2 separate regions of the Mus musculus genome follow, and region 2 is linked to region 1. The links are chromatin contacts, called in public Hi-C maps. All regions are on one chromosome and are shown on one strand. Each heading gives the region's core, a stretch centred on a gene start, on an enhancer-like site or on the middle of the called end of the contact. The rest is flanking DNA. Distances are from core to core; before and after follow the strand shown.

Region 1 (6,714 bases), core at 1,946-4,445:
TCCTGCCTTTACCCCGAGTTAAGTAAAGGCCTTAGTTTTTAAAACGGAACAAGCTCTCCACACACTTGGTGTGTCCCCGGGGAGCAGAACTGCATTATCATCCCATGGCTGCTGCCTTCTCCCAGTCACCCAGCATGTGCAGTCATTAAAGTGTTTTCATCTGTGCTTCAGAACTGTAGAGAGCTGGGCAGATGAGAAAACCAAGGCTCTGACAAGTGGAATATCTGCCTAGCCCAGTGGTTCTCAGCCTTCCTAATGCTGTGACCCTTTAATACAATTCCTCCTGTTGTGGTGACACCAACCATAAAATTACTTTTGTTGCTACTTCTTAACTGTAATGTTGCTACTGTTAAGAATCATGTGCTTTCTGATGGTCTTAGGCGACCCCTGTGAAAGGGTCATTCCACACTCACACCACCACCCCACCCCAAAGGAGTCGAGACCCACAGGCTGAGAACCTCTGGTCTCAAGTAAAGAAAGCCAGCATTGATGCCGGAGCAGTGTTCTGACGTAATACTACTCTGTCCACTAGGTCTCGTCTGCCATCATCTGCTATCCATGAGCCGAGGATGGCAGCTTCGTACTTAGATGCCTTGTATCTGACTGCCTTAAGTGACTTAAATGGACACTGTCCAGACAGTGAGATGGCTCAACAGGTAAGAGCACTTGCCACACAGACCTGATGACCTCAATTTTAAATTGGGTTGTTTTTTGAGACAGGGTTTCTCTGTGTAGCCCTGGCTGTCTTGGAACTCACAGAGATCTGCCTGTCTTTGCTGGGACTATTAAAGATGTATACCACCACCATCCAGTTGATGAGCTGAATTTAATAGCCAAAAGTTCCTGACCTCCACATACCCACATGCAACAAATAAATTCGAAATGCTTTAAATTACATGGAGCTCTGCCAACACTCATGGTGCCCTTTGTCTCTCCTTGTGTGGGAAGGAAGCAGGGCAAGAGGCCCAGATGTTACTGGGTCTCAGTTCTATTGCACCAGCCTGTCTTACACATGTTCTCCATTTTCAGTCATTCCCCTCTGCAGTACCTGGATGGCTTAGAACGTCCCTCTAGACTTCAATTTAAACATGACTACCTACTGGAACTGTCCCGTTTCCAGGGTACCCTGTAGTCACCCTTTCAGGACACCAATTACATGTTTATATAGTAATTCCCTTCCTGACCTTCTGCTAAACCAAGTTGTTGAAGGTCAGGGCTGAATTTTCTGTCATATGAACACAGAAATAAAACTATTCCTTAGAGGGGCTGGTGAGATGGCTCAGCAGGTAAGGGCACTGACTGCTCTCCCAAAGGTCCTGAGTTCAAATCCCAGCAACCACATGGTGGCTCACAACCACCCATAATGAGATTTGACACCATCTTCTGGTGTGTCTGAAGTCGGCTACAGTGAATTTATGTATAATAATAAATACATCTTTAAAAAAAAAACAAAAAACAAAAAACTATTCCTTAGAGCAGTGGTTTCTAACACTAGCTTGGGGTTATCACCGTCCTTCCAAAATGACCACAGAAAGGAAAATGACAGGCACATAAGGACAGCTACTAAAAGTAGCTCCTAAGGCCGGGGCTGTTCCTCAGTTCGTAGGGCGCTCCCCTGGCATATAGTAAGCCCTGGGCTCGATTCCCAGCACCCCAGAACACCAGGCAGATGGTGTCATCTGCCTGTAACCCCAGCACTCAGCAAGTAGGAGGATCAGACTCTCCAGACCATCTCAGAAACCGTGTAAGCCAGCCTAGTCTATTCAAGACCCTGCCTCCAGAGAAGGAGGGAGAAAAACAAGGGTCTCTAAAAGTAATGGGGGGCAGGGAGGGAGGTCATAGATAAGTATTACCTGAAAGCAGATTTTTTTTTTTAAGAGGAGGAGACCGTTCTTATAGTTGGCAAAACCCAAGTAGTAACAAGAGAGTAAGACCATGCACTCAGGAGGGCAGGAAGAGATGACGCTCAGACTTTCTGGAGAACAGATTTAAAGAAATGAGCAGCCCTGTGACGTGGCACATGCCTGCTATCCCAGCTACTCAGGAAACTGAGGCAGGAAGAACACATGCTCACGGCCTTTGTGAGCAACTTGTGACCCTGTCTCAAATAAGAAGGGGCTGGCAATGTAGCTCAGTGGGAAGGACAGAAGGTAAAAACCCTTCCCCTCTTCAGACAACAGCTTCCTGGAAGGTACTGAAGTGTTAAGAAGATGCTGAAAGGCAAGCCTTTGTAGCTGGTGCAGAAAGGAAGTCAGAAGCACAGGATGCAATGATAGCTGGGCACATCCTTTAACCTCACACTGCCACCCCATCTCTTCTCACAAGAATTCACAGATGGAAAAACATCTTCAAGTCCATAACATGCTACAAATTTGCATGAGTCACTGTAAGAATCGACCCCCACAGAACAGAGAATCTGTGGCAAGAGGTGGTTTTCTAAGACAGTCGATGTTTCTAGCATTCAAGAGTGAAAAGGAGCAGCTTAGGAGAAAAAGAGAATGAGTGGAACTAAGAGGCAGGAGAGAGAGAGAAAGAGAAAGAGAAAGGAGGGGGGGAGAGAGAGGGAGAGAAAGAGGGGGGAGGAAGGGGGGAGAGAAAGAAGGGGAGGAAGAGAGAGGGAGAGAGGGAGACAGAGGGGGGGAGGGGAAAGAGAGGGAGGGAGGGAGGGAGGGAGGTAGGGAGAAGGTTGTGTTCCAGTGGGGAAGGGAAGGCCTAGAAGCAGGAAGGAAGCAGGCAGGAGACACCGGCCCATTCACTCTGGCAGCTACCAAGCTGACAGAGGAGGACTACAGCAGTAACGGAGGAGGACTACAGCAGTAATCAGGGGTTGGGTAACGGAGGAGGACTACAGCAGTAATCAGGGGTTGGGTAATAACAAGGCTTCTTTCTCCCTGCCGATTTCCAGCCGCAGCACAAACAAATCATTACTCCTCATTGCCAGCCTCCTACTGTTGAATCAGGTGTCCACAGAGCCAAGGAAGAGACCTGTGGCCCATCTTAGCTCTATATTGCTTCTAGTTATACAAGAAGTCCAACAGGATGCCATAAGAAAGGGTAAGAAAAAAAAACTATAGAAATGAGCAGCTGCGTCTGGTGGCACACGCCTGTCATCCCAGCTACTCAGGAGATCGAGGCAGGCGGAGCACACACACTCATGGCCTGTGTGGGCAACTTGTGGCCCTGTCTCAAACAGGAAGTAAAGGGGCTGGGGATGTAGTTCAGTGGGAAAGCACTTGCCTACTAACATAGAAGGCCCAGGCACCACTGGAGACAGAAAGGTGAGGCCAGATGAAAAGAGCACCCCCTACCCCACCCTACCCCACCCCAGACAGACAGCGGCCTACTGAAGGCTCTAAAGTGTTCAGAGGCCGACAAAGAAAACCAAGAACTGAGCACAGAGTGCCAGGCTGAGTCAGGGGAAGAAGAGCGGGCGGAGGGTAGGGACAGCAGGGTGTGGAAAATGACTGTCTGAATCACAGAGTTAGAAAGAAGGCCAGGGTTACTCTCTACAGGGTGGAGACCAGGTAGTCCTGGCTCCACCAAGAACCAAGCCAGAAAAAAAAAAAATCGCAGCTAAAGGGAGCTGGGTATGGAGGAACTTCCTGACCAGCAGGATGGAACCAGCACAGCCACCCAACTTTTCACCAGGCCTGGCTCTCCACTTTGCCTAAGAAACCTCCTCGGACCCCTCTCACACCAACTCCAAGTCAGTTCATGTATTCACTCACCAAACATCGATCAGCAGATAAGGCACTTGCTTCGATAGCCTGCTAACCGGGAACATATGTAAAAGTGCAAGGTAAACAAGGAGATCTTCCACATGTGTGCCATGGCACGCATACTCCTACCTACACCCACACCCACCCCTACACCCACACCCACCCCTACACACACACACACCCCTACAGACACACATACACACACTCACCTCATTAAACATCAAGTGCCTAAGGCTGAGGGTGTACCTCATCTGGGAGTGTGCTTGCCTAACACGCATGAAGCCTACACGCATGGAGCATGTTCTATCCTCAGCATCTCATAAAACTGCAAGAAGTGGACACACCTGTGATCTCAGCACTCAAGTGGTAAAGGCAGAAAGAGCAGAAGTTCAAGGTCACCCAGATGCATCACAAGTTAAAGCTAGCCTGTTCTTACACGGGAAGCAGAGTAGAGAGCTGGCTCTGCAGTTCTAAGCTGGCTGCTCTTGCAGAACATGCTTTGTTCCTAGCAACCACACTCTCCACACTCACACTCACCTGTAACGCCAGCTCCAGGGGTTCCCAAGCCCTGTTCTGACTCTGCGAGCTCCTATCGTGTGTAAGAATCACATACATACATGCAGGCAAACATACAGATAAAATAAAACTTTTGTTTTTAATGAAATAGCTGGGAAGCGAAGGTGTTAGTGACTAGAACGTGACAGGTAATACAGAATAGAGAGCCCTCCCCTCAGGGAGCTTACAGTCTACTTGACAAGGCATCTACTCGAGAAGGCATCTACTGAAGGAAGATACAGTTAGTTACACAGCTATAAGTCCTAAAGAAAGGGGACTGGGTACTATGACAGACCAATAGGGAAGGAAAGCCAGCAAAGGACATGATATTTAAGCTGAAGCCACAGGGACAGTAAGTTAACCCAGCCAAGGATACAGGGGAGCCAAATATGCTCGCTAGCCAGCCCTCAGTCTGTACGTTACAGAAAGCTCTTGCTGCATGTTTATACAGAAGCCCTGCCTCTCACATCCCAAGTGTATCCCCACCAGACTGCCCCCCCCCCCCCCGTGAGTGCTTCCTCTGGGTGGGCCCATAGTTTTCACAAAAGCAGGCAGGGGCAAAGAAACTGCCCTGGGACTGCAGGGAACCCTGACTCGGGGCAAATCCAGCAGGAGTTTCGTGTTTGGGTATGATTTAAGTCACTCCTTCTCTCAGGAACCCTGGAAGACTGAGGGGCTGTGGCTGGAGAGCTCTAGGACAGCCAACAGGAGCTGGGGAGCAAGCTCTGCAACTCCAGACCACACCTCAGGCCGTGGGGAAATCAATCGACTGGCTGCTTTCTCCTTAAACAAAACTAAGTCAGGGGAGAATGGGAGCTGAGCCTCTGAGATCCCCCTCCTTGCGCAGGAAAAGGGGCTTCACACCCTGTATCCAATAAGCATTTCCCAGGCTAAGCACTTTCATTTGACACTCTCAAAAGTCCTATTATATTGGGTTTGTTATCCTCATTTTACAAAGGATAAAAAATTAGGTGTGGAGTGCTGGCTGTTTGCCAAAGATCACACAGTGATTAGCAGGGTTTAAAATCCAAGCCTGTTGTCAAGGCCTGTGTGAGAAAGGGCTGCACCTATTCTGGCTAGCCCCCACTCCCAATCCTCAAAACCCAAGCGAGAATTCTGTCTTCTAAAACCAATCCTCACTCGGTCCTGACTACTCTTTCCCTGAGCAGCACCAGTCTGGATCTGGACAGGCTTTGGGTACCGATGTCCCAAAGGTGTCTCTAGCACAGGTACTCTCTCTCATGCTTACACTCCAGCATCATCTCTGCCTGTGAGCTCCCGAGCCTCTCCAAGATTGTATCGGTTTTTTCACCTCCTCCTTTGCCTGGCTTAACACACAGAGGTGTTTTTCCTCCACCAAAGAATACCATAAATCCCCATCTGGCTGATTTGTAAGTCTAAATCAGCGGTACAGTCAAGTGTAGTGCACACACCTTTAGTCACAGCACTTGGGAAGCAGAGGCAGGTGGACTTCTATGAATGCAAGGTCATAGATCTAGGAGGACCCTATCTAAAAACAAACAAACAAACAAGCCGCCTCATAATATGAACTCTGAGCTCAAAGTTAGGGAAGACAGGAAGGAGTTCTGCGTCTCAAGTCCCTTTCCACAGTTCTGGGCAAGAAACCAAGATACCAGGGCCCCACCCTGAGTATAGTGAATCACCCCCTGGGCAGGGCCTGGCTATGCACAGGTGGTTTTGAATGAGACTCTGCCTGAAAGCCACTCAATTCCTACCCCCTCATTTTACAAGTGAAGAAACCAAGTCCAGAGAGACTTATGCTAGAGTTAGAATGGAGAACCAGGTCTCCTGGCACCACACCCACCCCACGGATCATGTTCAAAAGCAGCTATGGAAAGGTGTATGAACAGGCCTCCAGCTGGGAAGTCTCTAGACATCAGTTTTATTCGAGTAGGTCATGAAGCCAGGGTAGGGGATCTGGGCACTAGCAAAATGCTTACTGTTAACCTGCTGAACACACTTCACCAAGGACCCCCGAATGATCAGCACACACGAACACTTCAACATGTCAGGACTGGGCAAGCCAACAGTTACTAAGCACTTAAGAATCAGAAAAGCTTTGGTCCTCGGCCACCACCCTGTAAAGTGTAAGGTGGCCAGTGGGTTCTGCTGTAAGCACAAGCAGCGAGGTCCCTTTTTGCTTTCATTAGGCACGGTGATGGCAATGGCATACAGACTACAGAGCAACACCCAAGGAAGACAGGTTCTCAGAAAACCAACAGAATGTTTCTTTACCTACACTTTGAGCAGTAGGGTTAGGTAACCTCCATCCAAGAACAGCAACCAGCCTCAATTGCTCACAGGCTGAGTACCTGCAGCCTCTAAGAACAGAGGAAAGGACCTTAGAGAGCTGCTGGAGAGAGCGCTCCTGGTCAAGCACACAGGAGCGGGGACCATGGGAACCAAGCTCATGCCTGGT
Region 2 (6,714 bases), core at 1,341-3,840, 140 kb before region 1:
TGGGATAATGAAGTCTTTATTCACAGAATAGTTGAAAATATAATGATAATATGCAAACATGACTTATTTACTTATCTATTCCTTTATCTGTTGAGTAAGGGTCTCACTGTGTAGACCTGGAACTCTTACTATGTAGACCAGGCTAGCCTCCAAGTCAGAGATCTGCCTGTCTCTGCCTTCCAAATGCTGTGGTTAAAGCTGTGTGCTACCATGTCTAGACTTTTCCTATTTATTTACTCTGTGTGTGCGTGTGTGTGTGTGTGTGTGTGTGTGTGTGTGTGTGTGTGAGAGAGAGAGAGAGAGAGAGAGAGAGGGAGAGAGAGAGAGAGAACAGAAAAACAGACAGATACACAGACTAGAGATTAAACTTAAGGATATACCACTGAGCTATATCTTCAGCCTAACCTTTTTTTAAAGATTTATTTATTTATATATGAGTACACTGTAGCTGTCTTCAGACACACCAGAAAAGGACATCAGATCCCATTAGAGATGGTTGTGAGCCACCATGTGGTTGCTGGGAACTGAACTCAGGACCTCTGGAAGAGCAGTCAGTGCTCTTACCCACTGAGCCATCTCATCTCTCCAGCACAACTGTTTCATTTTTTAAGTAGGGCCTCACTATGTAGCTCTGGGCTACGCTGGAGCTCATTCTGTACAACAGCCTGGCTTCACACTCATGGAGAGCCACCTGCCCGAGGGCTGGGATTGAAGGCCTGGGCCACCAAGCCTGACTCTCGGCCCCCATTTTTTTTTTTTAATTTACATTACAAGTAATAGAAACCCATGGAATGAGGATGGACTCCAGCATTAGACAGACACAGAAACTGGGCCTACTAGTGATGCACAGGGAGGACCAAGGCAGCACAAAGAGCCCTGGCTTACGGACAGAGGACAGGCAAGGTGTCTGTGAGGGAGGAGATTCGCAGCTGAGGTGTGATGGGAGAGTGACTTAGCTGCCAATGGACAGAGGAAGACTGGGAAAGACACATCTAAGAGTACCACTGCATGACTGAGAACAGCAAGAGGATTGGCAGGGGCAATCTATCTTACCTTCATTTATTTCCCATCATGCCCCAATACACAGCCATATGCGAGGTTAAAGACCAATAATCCCTGCTCTCCCAGACCTTAACCTGGCTGGTAAGGCGGATGAAAATTAGGATAACTCAAGGCCAGTGAAGATGACTTAGCAGGTGCAGGCATTTGCTGCCATGCCTGATGAGTTCAATCCTCCCAACGCATATGGCAGAAGGAGAGAACTGACCCCTGAAAGTTGCCCTCTAACCTCCACACGCATGCAGACACTAAAGAAGAACATATTTCAACAGGATGATTGCAACTTTTGTTTGTTTTTCGGGTTTCTCTGTGTAGCCCTGGCTGTCTTGGAACTCACTCTGTAGTCCAAGCTGGCTTTGAATTCACAGAGATCAGCCTGCCTCAGCTTCCTGAGTCCTGGGACTAAAGGCGTATGCCACCACTGCCTGGGAATTCTAACAATTTTTTAAAAGCAGATAATCTAAAGATTATCTAAAGGATGAAACAGGGGTGGTGTTGCAGGAAGAAAGTGGGTCCAGGTGAGACGACTGCTCCAGACCAGAGCAGGTGCTTTACCACCTTTCTTGAGACAGGGAGGATGGCCTTGAACTCCTGGTTCCCTGCTCCCCACACCCCACACCCCAAGGGGTTGGGATCACAGCCACAGCACAGTTAGCTGTGTGCAGTACTGAAGGGCAAACTCCTGGCTTCACACAAGCTACAGGAGCGCTCTACCACATCGGCCACATTCCCAACCCTCATTTCCTCAGGAATCCAGCAGCCAGGGACACAGCCAAGGGCACAGCCCCTGAAACTGTCAGTCTCTGATACGGTCCAGCTCTGTTGTTTTCTAGGGCTGATTACCTAACCTGGACACCTCAGCTCTGTCTCCTGTGACTGAGTGAGACAACTCAAAGAGAAAAATAGATGGTCAGTCTATAACTACTGCATGTCCCCAGCGCCTACACCTTCTCTACCTACCCCTGGTAAGTCTTAAGTCTATCGTTAGAACAGCCCAGATGAACCAAACCTTTACAGCCCACCCCCTGGAGCACAGACACATTGACTGTTTTTATTGTAACATATGTCACAGTCGTGCACACCTCCTCTGACACATATGCACTCTGGAGCATGGGCTTGCCCCATGGGTGTCAGTCACATAGCCACATGCCTATGTGTCACCTCCTCTGACACACTATAGACTCCTAGGACATTGCCATACTGAAAAGGGCTTCACAGACTGTAATATCTGCCTTCGCAAGCTTACTGCCCGAGGTAACCACAGAACAGGAACTTGGCAATATCTCACTGTTCTGAACTGATTCAACTGCTTCCAGCCCCTCAAAGAGGAAGCACTTGTTCACCATGGGGACCAGACTGACTGCACCAATCTGTTAACCCTGAACCAAACTGAAACTGAATGTCTTAACCTGAGCTGTAAGCCACTTGAATCTTTTCCTTCTTTCTTTTTCTCTTTCTTTTCCCTGCTCCAGGCCCTGCTTGCTCCGGCCCATAGGTTTTTTTATTTGTTTCCTCATTACGGATGGTTGTGAGCCACCATGTGATTGCTGGGATTTGAACTCATGACCTCTGGAAGAGCAGTCAGTGCTCTTAACTGCTGAGCCATCTCACCAGCCCTTTTTTTAATTTCTTAATGGTCTCTACACACTGCCTAGGCTCCCACCCAACTCCTGGGCTCAAGTGAGCCTCCTGCCTCTGCCTCCAAGCACATTCTGGCTAATTCTTAGTGTCTGCTGCACTAGCATGTGGACCTGAGTTTTCTATTGCCAGTATGAGCTGGCCGTGGTAATGCACAGTGTCACCAGAGAGCTGAGAGGAGTGGAGAAGGTGGCTCTTTGGAGCTCCCTGGCCACCCAGTCTTGCTGAATCATTGGGCTTTTAGGTTCTCAGAAAGACTGTGTCACCAAAAAAGAATCCAGGGAAACGATTACAGAGGACAACTGATGTCAATCTCTGGCCTTGATATGAACACACCACACACACATACCCATACAGACACATATCACACACAAAAGTGCTGAAAGCCAGGTATAGAACCTGTATTCCTAGTCTTTGAGTCGCTGAGGCAATATAATGAAGAGTGTAAGGTCAGTCTGACCTACACAGAGAGAACCCAAAGCAAACAGAAAATGTGTTGGGGTGAAGGGCTCAGTGCTAGTGCACAGGGCTCAGTGTTAAGAGTGCTTGTCTGGCAGGCACATGACTGAAGCTCCAGGTTCAGTTCCCAACAGCACACTCTAAGCTGTTCAAGGCTTTGATATGTCAAACAAGCTGTCACCCTCAGAACCTGGATTTCTTTGTTTGTTTGGTTTTTCAAGACAGGGCTTTTCTGTGTAGCCCTGGCTGTCCTGGAACTTGCTGTGTAGACCAGGCTGGCCTGGAACTCAAGAGATTCTTCTGCCTCTGCTTCCCAAGTGCTGGGATTAAAGGCGCATGCCACCACGCCTGGCTAGAACCTGGGATTCTTAAAAACTTTACAGTTAGAGTAAGGCCTAAAGGGCCCAAGAGCTTTGGAACCACAGAGATACCAAGGTCATTTAGCTCTCAGAAACCTTGCCACCATAGCTGTATTGACCCAAGTTTCCCACAGAGACAAATTCAGATATCCCATTGATACAAAGATGGGTTTCAAACATAATTACCATAATGCTAAGGGGAAAAAAAGAATGAAGAAGGCAGTATTTCTATTTCCTCATTACCCAGACCCCACTCTCCAAGGTACAGCAACGTGCTACTTGTGCCTCAAGACCCCAGCTGTCCACAGCCACGCATACAGCCATCACCACACTGCTTACCCATGAGCTCGCGCTGCAGACGGAGAGGAAGCACCCCTCTTCTGCATGGCTCGCTCTCTGTGTGGTACCTAGGCCCCCTCTCCATCTTAGCCATTCTGCTCTCCCCCCTGACCATTACCTTCTCCATCAGGCTGAGGGATGCTGCGGAAGAGGCAATGCTGCTCCCGGATGAACTGGCCAGTCAACTTGATGTCCACATCTACTTGGCCAACCCTGGGGGAGCAATGGCCAACATTTTCTAAGCATGTTCAGTATTTACCAACTGCCTCCTAAGTACCAGGAGTACCAGCTCATCCAGCTCAGTGAGTCAGATGTTAATCTCATTTCACAAACAAGGACACTGGGGTCCGGGGGTGGGGGGTGGGGGGAGATGTGCCAAGATCGTACAGTTAAGCAATACTGAAGCTGGGATTTGAGCCGAGGCATCCTTGATCCTTAAGGCCAAGTCCCACATCTGTCCATTATGCAGCAAAGGGTCAAGGGTAGCCAGGCGAGGGTGGGCAGCCTTATGCCTTTGACTACAGGATGTTTTCTTAGCAGCAGTTATTCAAGCCACCTGGCTCAACCCTGGAGCCAAGTATGAGCACTGACTCTCAACAGCATGGGGCCAGGCAAGGTTTCTTTTTGCCTTCCCCCAGGGCCTCAGCAAGGACAATCAAGGAATGTCAGAGGCTAAGAGAGCAGCAGTCGATTTCCCACCAGTCTTCTGCCCCAGTAAGACCTCTTCCCCCGGGAGCCACCCCCACCAAGGTGCCAAGAAGTGCCTGCCCTTCGCCAAGTTGCTGACCTGGGGACCTCAACAGTTTTTCAAAATCAGAAAGGAATTAGGTATGCATATATTATACATTATACACCTATAATCTCAATACCTGGGAGACAGACATCTATAATCTCAATAGCTGGGAGACTGAGTCATGAGATTTTTGAGTTTGAGGCTAGCCTAGGCTACATAGTAAGCCCCTGTCTCAAAACAGGAGGCAGGGGCTGGGTGGTGGTGGTACACACCTTTAATCCCAGCACTTGGGAGGCAGAGGCAGGCGAATTTCTGAGTTCTAGGCCAGCCTACAGAGTGAGTTCCAGGAAAGTCAGGGCTACACAGAGAAACGCTATCTCGAACCTCACCCTACCCCCCACCCCCGCGCCAAAAAACTGGGGGTCAAAGTGGGGGAGTGGGGGAGGGGCGCATGGTTGGAGAGATGGCTCCGACTTGGCCAAGAAGGATCATAGAGCATGTACTTGTACTACTTTTTTTGCCCTCCTTTTGGACACACGGTTTCTCTGTGTGTAGCCCTGGCCATCCTGGACTCATTCTCTAAATACATCTGACTCTGCCTCCCAAATACTGAAATTAAAGTCATGTGCCACCATGCCCAGCCACACAGCCACATGTGTTGCTCTTAAGGAAGACCTAAGTTTGGTTCCCAGGACCTATGTCAGGCAGCTCACAACCAGCCATAGCTCAGCTCCAGGGGATCCAGTGCCTCCTGTGGCCTCTGTGGACACCTGCACACACGTGGCATTCCCTGACGCAGACACATGCACATAAATAAACATAAAGTCTTTGAAAAGAAAAACATCTGAAGGGGCAATCAGGGAAGCAGCTGTCTAGGGACCTGGACAATCTGCAGTGGCCACCAAAGAGAGGATCACAGTGGTCAACGTGTCAGTCCTTCTGCAGTCACACACCACCCCGAAGGGTGCAGCAGTGTTTACCTGGTGACGCCATCTTTGATGTGGTAGAGAAGACATTCAGACATCAAGGGGTCCTCATTCAGATTTACCAGGTGGGGAGTCTGCAGGTAAAGAGGCAGAGGTGCTCAGAGCTAAAGGTTCATGATAATCAGTAAGAATGGCCACAGAGAAGAAGGGAGCAGGGGGCAGGAGTGGACATCTCTCTAGTTTTGGTACTGCTCATCCTGCCCTTACGATGGCAGGGAACTTTCCACCCTCCATCCTTCTCCAAGCACCCCTGGTTCCCAACTCTCAAGCATCTTCAGTCACAACTAGGCCTAAAAAGGCATCCCCCCCCCCCCGAACCCCACCCCTGGTAGCCTGTCCTGGAGCCTGTCTCTGTCCGTGCTGCAGCACTGCAGACTCCCTGGCTGGAAGCCTTGGATTCCACCTGCACCAACGCTGTTTTGTGTGTGTGTCCCTTCTATGGCCCAAGCCCCATCGCTTCTGAATCCCACAAATCTGCCTTGTAACTTCTGGGAAGGAAGAGAAGGGAGCAGTCAGGAGATGGGTACACCCCACCCTCCATTATACCCTGAATTTCTATAAGCATGGATTACTTTTAATAATTGAAAAAACAAGTGTCACCAACCCCCTTCTTAAAATCAAACAGAAGTTGAACATGATGTGTATATCTATAATTCAGGCACAGAGGCCAAAGGGTTACGAGTTCAAGGACAGCCTGGGATACATAGCATGGCTCTGCTGTTTCTTGCAGCAGACTCTATCCCTTCCCTGAGACTCTTCACCTAAGGCCAGAGGCACTTACTCCAGCTGCTGTTCCTGCCCACGGCCTCACATACCTGGCTGATCACTAGGCTGCTTTGCGGTGAGCATGTAACCCACTCCCTGCCTTCACAGAACATTATCATCTGTCTGTCTTATGTCCCCCTCCCCTCCCCAAGTATGTACCTCTGGGGAACACAATGAATTTGTTCCCTATGGTCGCTGCCTGGGCCCACACCCCTGTACCATCCCTCTTCAGACCTGCGGGAGTTTTGGGGTCCCAGCCTCCCACCCACACCACCTGATGGCCAGAAACGGCGATGGACACGCCCATCTGTCGAGAGCTCCGCTTCACACTCTGGCTTCCCTGGCCTCCTCCCTGAGAGCCCGCCCACATGTCCAA

What was found. A called contact is a pair of places that touch in the nucleus more often than the background predicts.
Region 2: a contact with region 1 is called in a Hi-C map of bone marrow-derived macrophages, with 29 read pairs. The contact joins two enhancer-like sites. A contact is called at or near these places in 1 of 484 Hi-C or Micro-C datasets (bone marrow-derived macrophages), 3 of 115 datasets of contacts at active chromatin or transcription factors (bone marrow-derived macrophages, double positive thymocytes and pancreatic cancer cells) and 1 of 9 other capture datasets (liver).

The regions. Positions count from the first base shown.
Region 1 is chr11:70,576,607-70,583,320 of GRCm38.p6, reverse strand. The region is part of intron 1 of Mink1 (misshapen-like kinase 1 (zebrafish)); the gene reads right to left. Among named protein-coding and RNA genes, the nearest start is that of Mink1, 17 kb to the right of the region's middle. Within about 2 kb of position 3,195, at least 132 of the 459 cell types and tissues checked have an H3K27ac peak or open chromatin away from gene starts, as enhancers often do. A contact at or near this core is called in bone marrow-derived macrophages and pancreatic cancer cells, where this site is marked.
Region 2 is chr11:70,716,352-70,723,065 of GRCm38.p6, reverse strand. It overlaps Kif1c (kinesin family member 1C), which reads right to left. Exons shown (of 23, transcript NM_153103.2): 17 at 5,568-5,647; 18 at 3,973-4,067. Among named protein-coding and RNA genes, the nearest start is that of Mir6925, 14 kb to the right of the region's middle. Within about 2 kb of position 2,590, at least 84 of the 459 cell types and tissues checked have an H3K27ac peak or open chromatin away from gene starts, as enhancers often do. A contact at or near this core is called in bone marrow-derived macrophages and pancreatic cancer cells, where this site is marked.